Regions from separate parts of the Gasterosteus aculeatus genome. Here region 2 is linked to region 1. A link is a contact called in public Hi-C data. All regions are on one chromosome and are shown on one strand. Each heading gives the region's core, a stretch centred on a gene start, on an enhancer-like site or on the middle of the called end of the contact. The rest is flanking DNA. Distances are from core to core; before and after follow the strand shown. Region 1 overlaps fbrsl1 (fibrosin-like 1). Region 2 holds the start of chfr (checkpoint with forkhead and ring finger domains, E3 ubiquitin protein ligase).

Region 1 (4,643 bases), core at 1,817-4,316:
CTCTCCAACGCTTTACCGGAGCTTCCCCAGCATTAGTATTCCAGACCCGGCTCCCTCTTGGATCTAGGCTAGGATTATCCAAGCTCTTAACATCTTAGCTAAGCTGGTTAACACCTGTTTTTATTGACATGGGAACACCGTCCCAGGCGCCGCGTCTCCTGCGGTTTAAAAAGAGCTTCTCTTGCTCTCTTTGTGGAGGCTGCGGCCCACATAAGTGACTGTTTTCCCACCACAAGTATTGGGAGCAGGTCAGCAGCTTTGCGCGGGTAATTATGAGTCCATTTTCATCCCCACAAGCGTTCTTATCACAGCACAATTTGTAACACGGCTACATGAGAGGTAAGTCAAGATACTTACCGATATGAATCACTTGTTCAGAGCGAAGCACAGTGAAGTTGTTTTGCCAGGTCCTAGACATGAAGCCCATAGTTTATTTAACGTTCCTGCTCACATTTTTTAGAGTGATTTACAAGGGGAAAGGAGAACAGGCTCTCTCTATGTGTTTATTATGCCTAATATTTCCATTGGGGCCCACGTTTGCCCCAGTGTAACTGATGTAATATTCTATAAATCCCATTCAGGCTGTTGATACAGCCTGGGGGATTCTGGTTAGCAGAGGCTGTGTAGACTCAGAGAAATCCTCAGACTTGCCTGTGTGTCTGTTTCAAAAACTCTTCCCAGGGTCAGTGGGGAAAACTTTGAAGAATGTCCCAGGATTTGTCTAAATCATAGGGCATGGATCTTCTTAAGCGTCGCTGGCATTAGAGCTGAGCCCTATCAATGATTCCATTAACCTAAATTCCAAACCGGGCTTCGCGACATGACCATATTAACCCCTCGGATTTTACCAAGCTCTTGATCCCTCGCTATTTAGATAGACGGGAATTATTGGTCACTCACATTTGTATGGCTACTGGCTGTGTTCCCGCACCAGACAGGGAATTATCTGTAATTTGACCCCATGTTTATCTTTGGCACTTATGCCTCCACATATTTTCTGCTTCTTCTTTTTCTTCTTGCCTCTAGTTAGAGCGTATGGTGAATGCCATCATTGGCGTGGGACGATAAGGTGGACGAGGGTACAGTCCCAATAGGCTGATTTTTACCTTCCTTCCATAACCAATAATCATCGCAGGCTAACATCCTCGGAAACGAGAGAAGAACCAAGTGTCTGCCTTCATTAGGACAAAGGAACGTTGAGAAGGAGAGCGTCTGACAAGCCAGTAACGCCTCATTGTCCCTGATCTCAAGTTTCCTACATTTCCACAGCTCTCGTTAAAGGACGTGTCGCTGCTGTCACCAGGCGCTAACTCGTTATCTCCTCAACGCCGTCAAGCGCTGTAATTAACATTCAATAACTGTAACTGATCCAGCATTCTTCATCTCTCGCCACTAATTGCCACGCTACTGTGCTTGCTCATAAGTGCTTCTCGCGTGTGCGTGTCTGTGTGCGTGCATGCATGCATGCGTGCGTACATGTTTGTACACATTTCTGTGGTTCATTTTGACTCTAAATACAGGTCAGAAAGCAGTTGATCAGTTTTCCTTGCAGGAGTCACTGAGTTTATGCGCCATGTAAAAAGTCATTTTCAGAATACTTTTGCAGGAAATTTGGACATTTTAAATGTCCGCTATCCAAGAGCTGGTAAATTAAAGCGCTGCCGACAGATGCTTTCAGTGGACTCCTCATGAATAACGCAACCTGTGTTTTCACCGTTGAAGAGCGGAGTGGAGGCCCATTTGCCGAAATCACAATTACTGTAATTACAAATTTCAAGGGAGAGCCTGCCTATGGTTGTGAGGACAGAGGGTGTACTAATAGTTAAAGAGGTGCACCATTGGCCTGTCAGCCATGAATAAGCGCCCTTCTCTTAGCACATCCTCCATAGCATCAAACACAGCCTCCCGTTGGGAATGTGTAGCTGTCACGCTGCTATCGACTTACAATGGCCCAAGGGGAGAGCTAAAAAAAACATTCCTTTTGCGGCATCACATTTCCTTTCATAGTTCCCCGCTGATACCTTGTGGTGTCGTCTCCGTTTTAGTAGGAAATGTTTTTGTTTCCCCCTTAACTGCTCCTGCCTGACCTAACCCGAGCTGCAGCCATCAAAACAAGGCCTTACGCATAATTAGTCTGGGTCAACTGATACTCCCCGGCTCCACACGTCGCTGTCGTCTACTCCGCCAGCGCCAGCCAAAAGCCAATGAACTGTTTGCAATTTATTCTCAATTGAATCAGTTGAGGTTGATGCGGGTCTCGTTGTTCGGAGGTGAACTGCTAGATGCAAGCCGATACGAGGGCTACCCGCGAGGCCAAGTGCGTCACCGGGACCACGTCCGGGGAGTTCTACGGAGGTCTGAAACAGATACGCTATCACCTGGTAGCTCTATGCTACTGGCCCATCCTCAGGGGAGTGGGGCGAATGCCAGCGTAGGGTTACTGGGAGCCAAGACGGCCCCAGGAGAACAAACTAAACCCAATGGTTGCATAATGTTTCTTGTCTCGGTTTCATGTTTGGGCCAGACGTTTTATTGTCAGACACATCATGTACTTGTCCATTGTTTTACATCGCTTATGTTTAGCTGTTTTGCCCAAAGTAATTAAAAAGAGAGTGTCTTAGCAAGGTGTCACGTCGTCACAAGGCTCCAGACCAGAGCCAATGGTTCCTGACCAAGTGTACAGTTGGGTTGAGATGGGTGACTGTACAATGTGAAGGCCATAGCGTATGATTTACACATCATGCCCTCTATGGAAGCATTTGCCTTTAATATCGTTCTTCACTTGGTTCCATTAGTTTATTTGGTAGGGAAAGTTGCCAATTAAGATTATTAATTAAGGGGTTGAGCAGAGGCCATTTTTCATGCATGACTTATTCATCGAGTTTCATGAGTGCACGTCGTCAGAAGCTATAAACACCAAACTGATGTGTATATTTCCGTTTGTGTCGGGCTGTGGTTTAACCCGAAATATAGATAACCTGCTTTTTTAGCAAACTCACAGCACCCATTGTGGTTTTAACATGCTTGCACAATACGCACATAGGTTGTGGTTCTGCTCACATTTTCACAACGGCTCACCACCAACGGAACTGCTGTAGCTGCAGTTCGGATTGTCACAGCCTCTCCTCCTTCCTGTTACAGTTCTATGAAAATTGACACTAAGTTAAAATGTTGGTTGTGTTGTCTCTCCTTTTGCTGACGGAAGTACATTCTTTTTTTTTACTATAACAACTTTTTACTTTTTTTACCCAGCAATAAAAAGCTCTACGTTCATTCGACCTCAAACTCAGTTTGTGGAAGAACCGGCCTTGTTTTTAGATTATTAGTGTAATATCCTTCGGCTCAATATATAGTGTCATTGTCAGCTGATGTGTGATGAATACCCGGACACGGCCTTGAACTAAAGTGCTAAATTATGTGCTTAAATCATTTTCATGCTCATATCGCCTCTAATTAGAATTGCTGCATGAACACGGCTATGTGCAGTCTCCACACTTTCTTAATTGGACATAGATCTGGAAATCTGTGATTAATTTTTAAGTTATGAAAGATGCTGGGCTGCTTTCAAAAAGGTCCTTTTGCAAGCACCACGAACAAAGGAGAATTCATTCTCATCAGGGCTTTGCATGGAGAAGGTGGAAAGCTTAAATGAAGGAAAGTGTCGTCATATGGCTTTTTTTAAATGAGATAGTCAAAGATAGATCTAATTTTGATTTGGGCTAATGCGAGGAACACTATCATCCATTGACCGAGGGTGTCTTATGACTGACTTTAGCGGTCTTGTGCTTTTACTCTGCAGTTTCAGTTCAGAGACCAGCCCGAGTGTAGCGACGGGGGTAATTCTAAAAGCTCCGGCACTTACCGTTTAGTTCATGAACCTCAGCGCTCCACCTTCCTCCTTTCCTTCAGCTCCTGGAAGCACAACTACATCAGTGTCTCCCAGAGAACGTCGAGCAAGTCTGCTGCTTCTGTTTACAAGCTATTCAATCACTCTCAGTACTTGTGGCAGCCTGATGTTCTTGGAAACACATAACAATCTGGAACTATCTGACTTGCCTATTTTACTTGCCTTGTCCTAGAGCTGGGACTACTTGTTTTTAGCATACTTAGCATGTAGTTAAGTATGCAAGGCTATAAGGATCTTTGCTGAGCTGTGTGGTGGCTTGTAGCACCCTAAAATAGCATCCATGTACAAAACATGTGTCATCGTGTATTTAATAAGTTTGCCCTCCCCACATCTCTTTCAGGCTTCCTCTTCCATTTTGGTCAACTCTCCTCCGATCTGTATATTTGCTCACCATATTCCTTACCTCTGTAATGAAGAGGCCGTTAGTTCATCAGCCATGTTTAAACAGCTCTGTTTGCAGTTTCCCGGCCGCAGGTCAACAAGCAGCTCCCCTATCTTGCTTGTTCGGTCTCTCGGGGCTCCCGGGTCTCCTCCTCCACCTCCTCGCTCGTCCTCATTTCGCTTGAACTAATTGAGATTTCATTTTTGTGAGAAAGCTCACAGGAGGGCTGTGTGAGGGGAGAGAGGAGCTTACAGATTGAGATCAGTGGCGGAGGCCTCGGGGGCATAGCGCTCCCAGAGGTAGGACGCCACCAGTTTCTTGGGGGACGCTGAGGCCCTTCTGCAGAGACTAATA
Region 2 (4,723 bases), core at 667-3,166, 100 kb after region 1:
TAACTTCAACATTGAATAGCAAACAGATACTAATTTCCCGCAAGAGTATATTCTGCAGGGATGGAACACCTTTGTTTTGCAGGCAAATGTGTTTGCATGTGCATCTGTCGGTATGATGCTTTAAGAAGGCAGCATGTGTTTGTGTTCTCCTCACCAGACATCTAACAATGAGGAATGAACGCATTAGTGTGGAGAGGCCCCTGTATTCACCCGGCACCACACTGCCCATTAATAATGCACTGCCAGGGAATAGATGGGGGGTTGCAGGGATTAGTCCTGCACTAAGAACTCACTGGCTATGTCTGTTAGAGATGTTGGTCTGTGACCAAATCAAGAAACATCAGCCCACTTGCGACTAGACTTTAAAATACAGCAAGATTTTTTTATTATTAAATTAAAGTGTTTGTTGTTTCAGATTGCATAATCCTCGAACCTGAAAAAAAAAGAAAAGAAAAGTGTCAGTCGTCTCTTAAGCGAGCTCTACACGACAAGTGGGATCCACAACATTGTGAAAGCAGCCAACATGAAATAGAAAGAGGTTTTGTATTAATACTACAACTCTTATCACATTGATGACAATTTAACCCACCACCCAGTTATGGGGAATCCAATCATCACTTTCTTTTGTTCTGTTCTTGATTTTAACCAAATCCTGAAGGAAATATTTGAACAAACCACATTTGCATTTATAATGACAAAAAATGTAAAACAACAATACACACTTTTACAAAGTTTATTTATTTTTAACACTGTAAAATGGAGTTGGCCCTTTTGTCTGCAATTTGAGCTTCTCCGGCTTCAAACTGTTTGAATAAAACTGTCTGAGAAGTTTAGAATGGAAATAAGTCTTTGGCCAAAGTGCTTACAACTCATAATTAACTGAAATGCCGCAAGGGAGCCAAACAATACTTTTTTTGTAATAGTTTGAAGCATAAAAAGGTGGAATTTTTAACAATTCATTGTACTTCACAGTATTTTGTCAAATCTGTCATTGATGTCAGATGTCTTGATAAATCCAGTGGCACAAAAACGTTTAGTTAAGTAGAAGTAACCTAAAAGTGAAATAATGTCGAAGGATTTTAAAACTCTACTTGCTTTGGATATTGACCCACGATTGACTTGCGCTGTTACGTCCGGATTGCGCACATGATTTAAATAGATTGTGAATACCAGTAATCTAATACAGATTAATTTTCTGCATATGACCTAATAAATGGCTACAAATGGACTTGAATGACTTCGAGGCACATTGACAAAAGCCTGCAGTCTGCCTGGCTGTCTATGGCCGAGAACATTTGGCCAGTGTTTTGTTTTCCGTAATTATGTAAAGTAAATTGTGTTTCTTTTGTCAGACACTGATGTAAGGAATATAAGAACGTATTCATAATTATTTTCTTTGAAATCCATAATTAGGCAGATTGTGGTGGTGATCATTTTAATGCAAATGTGGTGGGCCATTTAATTAATTCATCCAGCAGTGAGGTGAAGCGCAAGATGGTGTTTCTTTATTAATTTATTCAATGTGTAGACCCGAGGGACTCTGTAGTTTCTGAGGGGCCACCGGCTGCAAGAAGGGGTTGGAAAAAAGATTTATTTTTTTGTCTTTTCCAAAACTTTGTTTGACACTAGGAATACTAAAGATGCCCAAAGACAAATATACAGTAGCTTAAAATAGATAAATCAAAGACTACATCAACTTGATATTGCAATTTGGGTTACATAATAAAAAATGCAACAACGGCAACAACTTTATGTTTTAGTAGGAGGAAGAACAAATACTATGTCTTAATTGACAATAGCCTAATTTTCTCACTGTTCTAACATAGCAATAAAGAGATGTCTGTTTTCATTTGAATGGTTCTGCATTTGACTGATTACCATTCGCCCTTATGGACGCGTTCATTCTTCATCTTCAGGTGGAAAGAAATCCCAGGTGAGTTTGTACCTTTTATCAAAGCGCGTGTTTGGGGCCCAGCGGCCCCTCCTCCATCAGCTGATGACGCCGTGACGTCACGCCCGAGCCTGGCAGGAAGCGCCTCTTGCGTTCAGCCGGAATACGAGGAGAAGAAACGGCGTCGCACCGAACTACCGGGGACGGCGAAACCGAGCGTTTGACGGTAAAGTACCCGTTGTGGACGCGCGACCAGCGTGACGTGACGGGCGACTCGTGGTCCTCTTGTCGCATCCGCACGGCGGGTCGACTGCTAATTTGTTAGCAAGCGCGTTAGCTTGGTGTTGTTGTGTTGACCGAAGTTGTGTTCGTTCACTTTACGGGTGATGAAATCCTTAATTCCTTCGACTCGATAGTGGGCGATGGGACGTTTAGCCAGCTTGTCAGGCGGTAAAGACGGCAAATAACGTTTTGTGGACCACTGAGCCGGCTGCGGGACGTGTAGCGTTAGCTTAGCTTCGTTAGCGGTTGTGCTGAAGAACGCTTTCAGTTTTAAGTTAAGCCTCGTTTTATTTGACAAGTCACAGACTTGCTTAAACGTTGCTTACACACTTCTATGCTAACTACTTACTTTACTTTGGCAAACATACAATAAGAATCATAAATCCACAGCAATGGATTCATAATCAAGTTCAAACCTTTGGGACTAAACGGCTCATTTATCATGATTTTGTCTAATTGGAAACGTGTATTTTAGATATTATATTAGCCGATATGGAGAAGGGAAAGGTGGATTCCCCTTTAAAAGTCATTTATGTTTTTTTTTTAAACATATTTTATTCATAATTTCAATGAGAAACTCCACCTGGCTGGAAAGAAAATACTTTGTTTAACATTTATATTTCTTTAGTTTTACCAGCACAGCCTTCACTAAATGTCCCACAGTCTGTTTTTACAGTGTCATAGAAGTGAACCCGTAACTTGTTTTTGCTCATCGTTTCTCGTAGAGGATCATTGGAGGATGGACGGTTATCAGAGAGGACGTCCGTGGGGAAAGCTCATCAAAGTGGACTCCAGTGAAACTATCCTGCTCTTTAACCGGGAATGCACAGTTGGCCGAAAAAAAGGTGGGTTCATATTCTGTGTGTGTGTCACACATTTTTGGAATAGGCACATAAAGATGATCTCTTCACCTGTCGGACATCTTTTAAAAACGTCTAACCTGCTGCCAAAGCTCCAGGAGCGGTGATGTCTGTTAACAGAAGGCCGTCCCTGTCTGTCTGTCTGTCTGTCTGTCCCCGTAGACGTCGCTGTCAGTGTCTGGAGCCCTTAAAAACCTCCCCCTTGAAAGCACAAAGCCTTCTTTAGTGCACCCAACTTAGACAGCCCCTTGTGATGATAACAAAAGGCATCCATTGACAACATGTGTGCAGAATATTAAGTAGTTTTTTCGTGTATGGGCTTTTGCCTAAGAAAAGGTTAGGCCTATATTTCCCCCTGTGTCTGCTTTGTTGTCGAGGGCTTTTGAGTGTCTAGCCTTAATTGGTGTCTGGGCAATAAAATGTTTTAAAGCGATGTCCATGGACTCAATAGTTCATTTGTTTATTTTAACGAATAGGCTCAATATTTCAAACTGTATTGCCATTTAAAAAAAAAAAGTAGCCCAAGTAATCAGTCTACTGTGTGTTTTTCTATTTTGCTGCTAGGATGTTATCTGTCCTTCCCGGCCAACAAACTGGTCTCAGGGGAGCACTGCAAGATTGTGCAAGACGAAAGCTCGGGGCTGGTGTGGCTTGAAGACACCAGGTACCAAACATTATATTAAACAAGCCATATTTTGGAAACGCTTTAAAACCTCTGTACAGTGACTTGTGTTTTTGTCTGTATGTACTTTAGCACTAATGGTACAGTGATCAACATGTCCAAACTGGTGAAGAAGCAAACCCACATGCTACAGAGCGGCGACATCATCTACTTTGTATACAGGAAAAGTGAGCCAGAACAAAGTGAGTTGTTCAGTTTTTTTTCCATTGCGCAATACTTTTATATGAAATATAAGAGAAAAAGAAAGAAAAACAATATCCTCTCTTGTCACACTGTAGACATTGCCTACGTTTACCACTCCATCCAAATGGAGCATGCCACGTCAGGACATACTTATGGTAAGCAGCCAGGTGATTCCCCGCAAGTCTTTTGTCAAATGTAACCTCTTTTGTTCCACAGCTGTCAGTTACTAACCCCCCACCCTGTATCTAAACCTCAGAGATGGAGAGGGCGGCCCACAGTCCTGGCCCTTTCCCACTCTCGGTGGAGCCCGTAATGCTCCCCAAGGCTTCTCGTGATCAAACGCTGGAGGATCCTCAGCCCTCCACCTCCTCGTCCCTCTTCTGTATCGGGAGCCCCAACACTTCTGGTCCCGCAGCAACCACCGCCTGTCCCGCTTCAGGTGGGTTATCTGCTAACGCGCTGCCGAAGAGTTGTGATAATCAGCTTTCCGTCTGGAATTTAATTACGCATCCCATTTTTTAAATAAACCGTTGTGAATACGTATAATTGTTTGGGATTACAGTTTAAGCTCCTTACGTGGAATGAGAGTTCTGTGGTTATGTTCTCAGCTGGTTGCCTGGTAATGCCATGGCGATGCTCCAGGAAGTGACTTCTATCAGCCAAGAAAGAGTTTGGTGCACAAGTCCTCGTAAAATCCTATCATGTCGCCTTTGCACTTTGGTATTTGTACCTTTTTCAGACAGGACCAAGCTAGCCTCTGCTAAGCTAACCGTATATAGGCTGCAGCCTCATATTTAACGGCAGATCGGTTATTGGTCTTCTGTA

What was found. A called contact is a pair of places that touch in the nucleus more often than the background predicts.
Region 2: a Hi-C map of whole body shows a contact between it and region 1, with 3 times the contacts expected there. The contact joins the promoter of chfr here to the enhancer-like site in region 1. A contact is called at or near these places in 2 of 6 Hi-C or Micro-C datasets (liver and whole body).

What each region holds. Positions count from the first base shown.
Region 1 is chr13:17,100,070-17,104,712 of fGasAcu3.hap1.1, forward strand. All of the region lies in intron 4 of fbrsl1 (fibrosin-like 1), which reads left to right. Among protein-coding and RNA genes, the nearest start is that of LOC144386400, 26 kb to the left of the region's middle. Within about 2 kb of position 3,067, at least 3 of the 9 cell types and tissues checked have open chromatin away from gene starts, as enhancers often do.
Region 2 is chr13:17,204,521-17,209,243 of fGasAcu3.hap1.1, forward strand. chfr (checkpoint with forkhead and ring finger domains, E3 ubiquitin protein ligase) reads left to right here and starts at 1,917. Exons shown (of 18, transcript XM_040196593.2): 1 at 1,917-2,117; 2 at 2,899-3,018; 3 at 3,598-3,697; 4 at 3,788-3,897; 5 at 3,994-4,053; 6 at 4,155-4,337. The coding sequence starts at 2,913.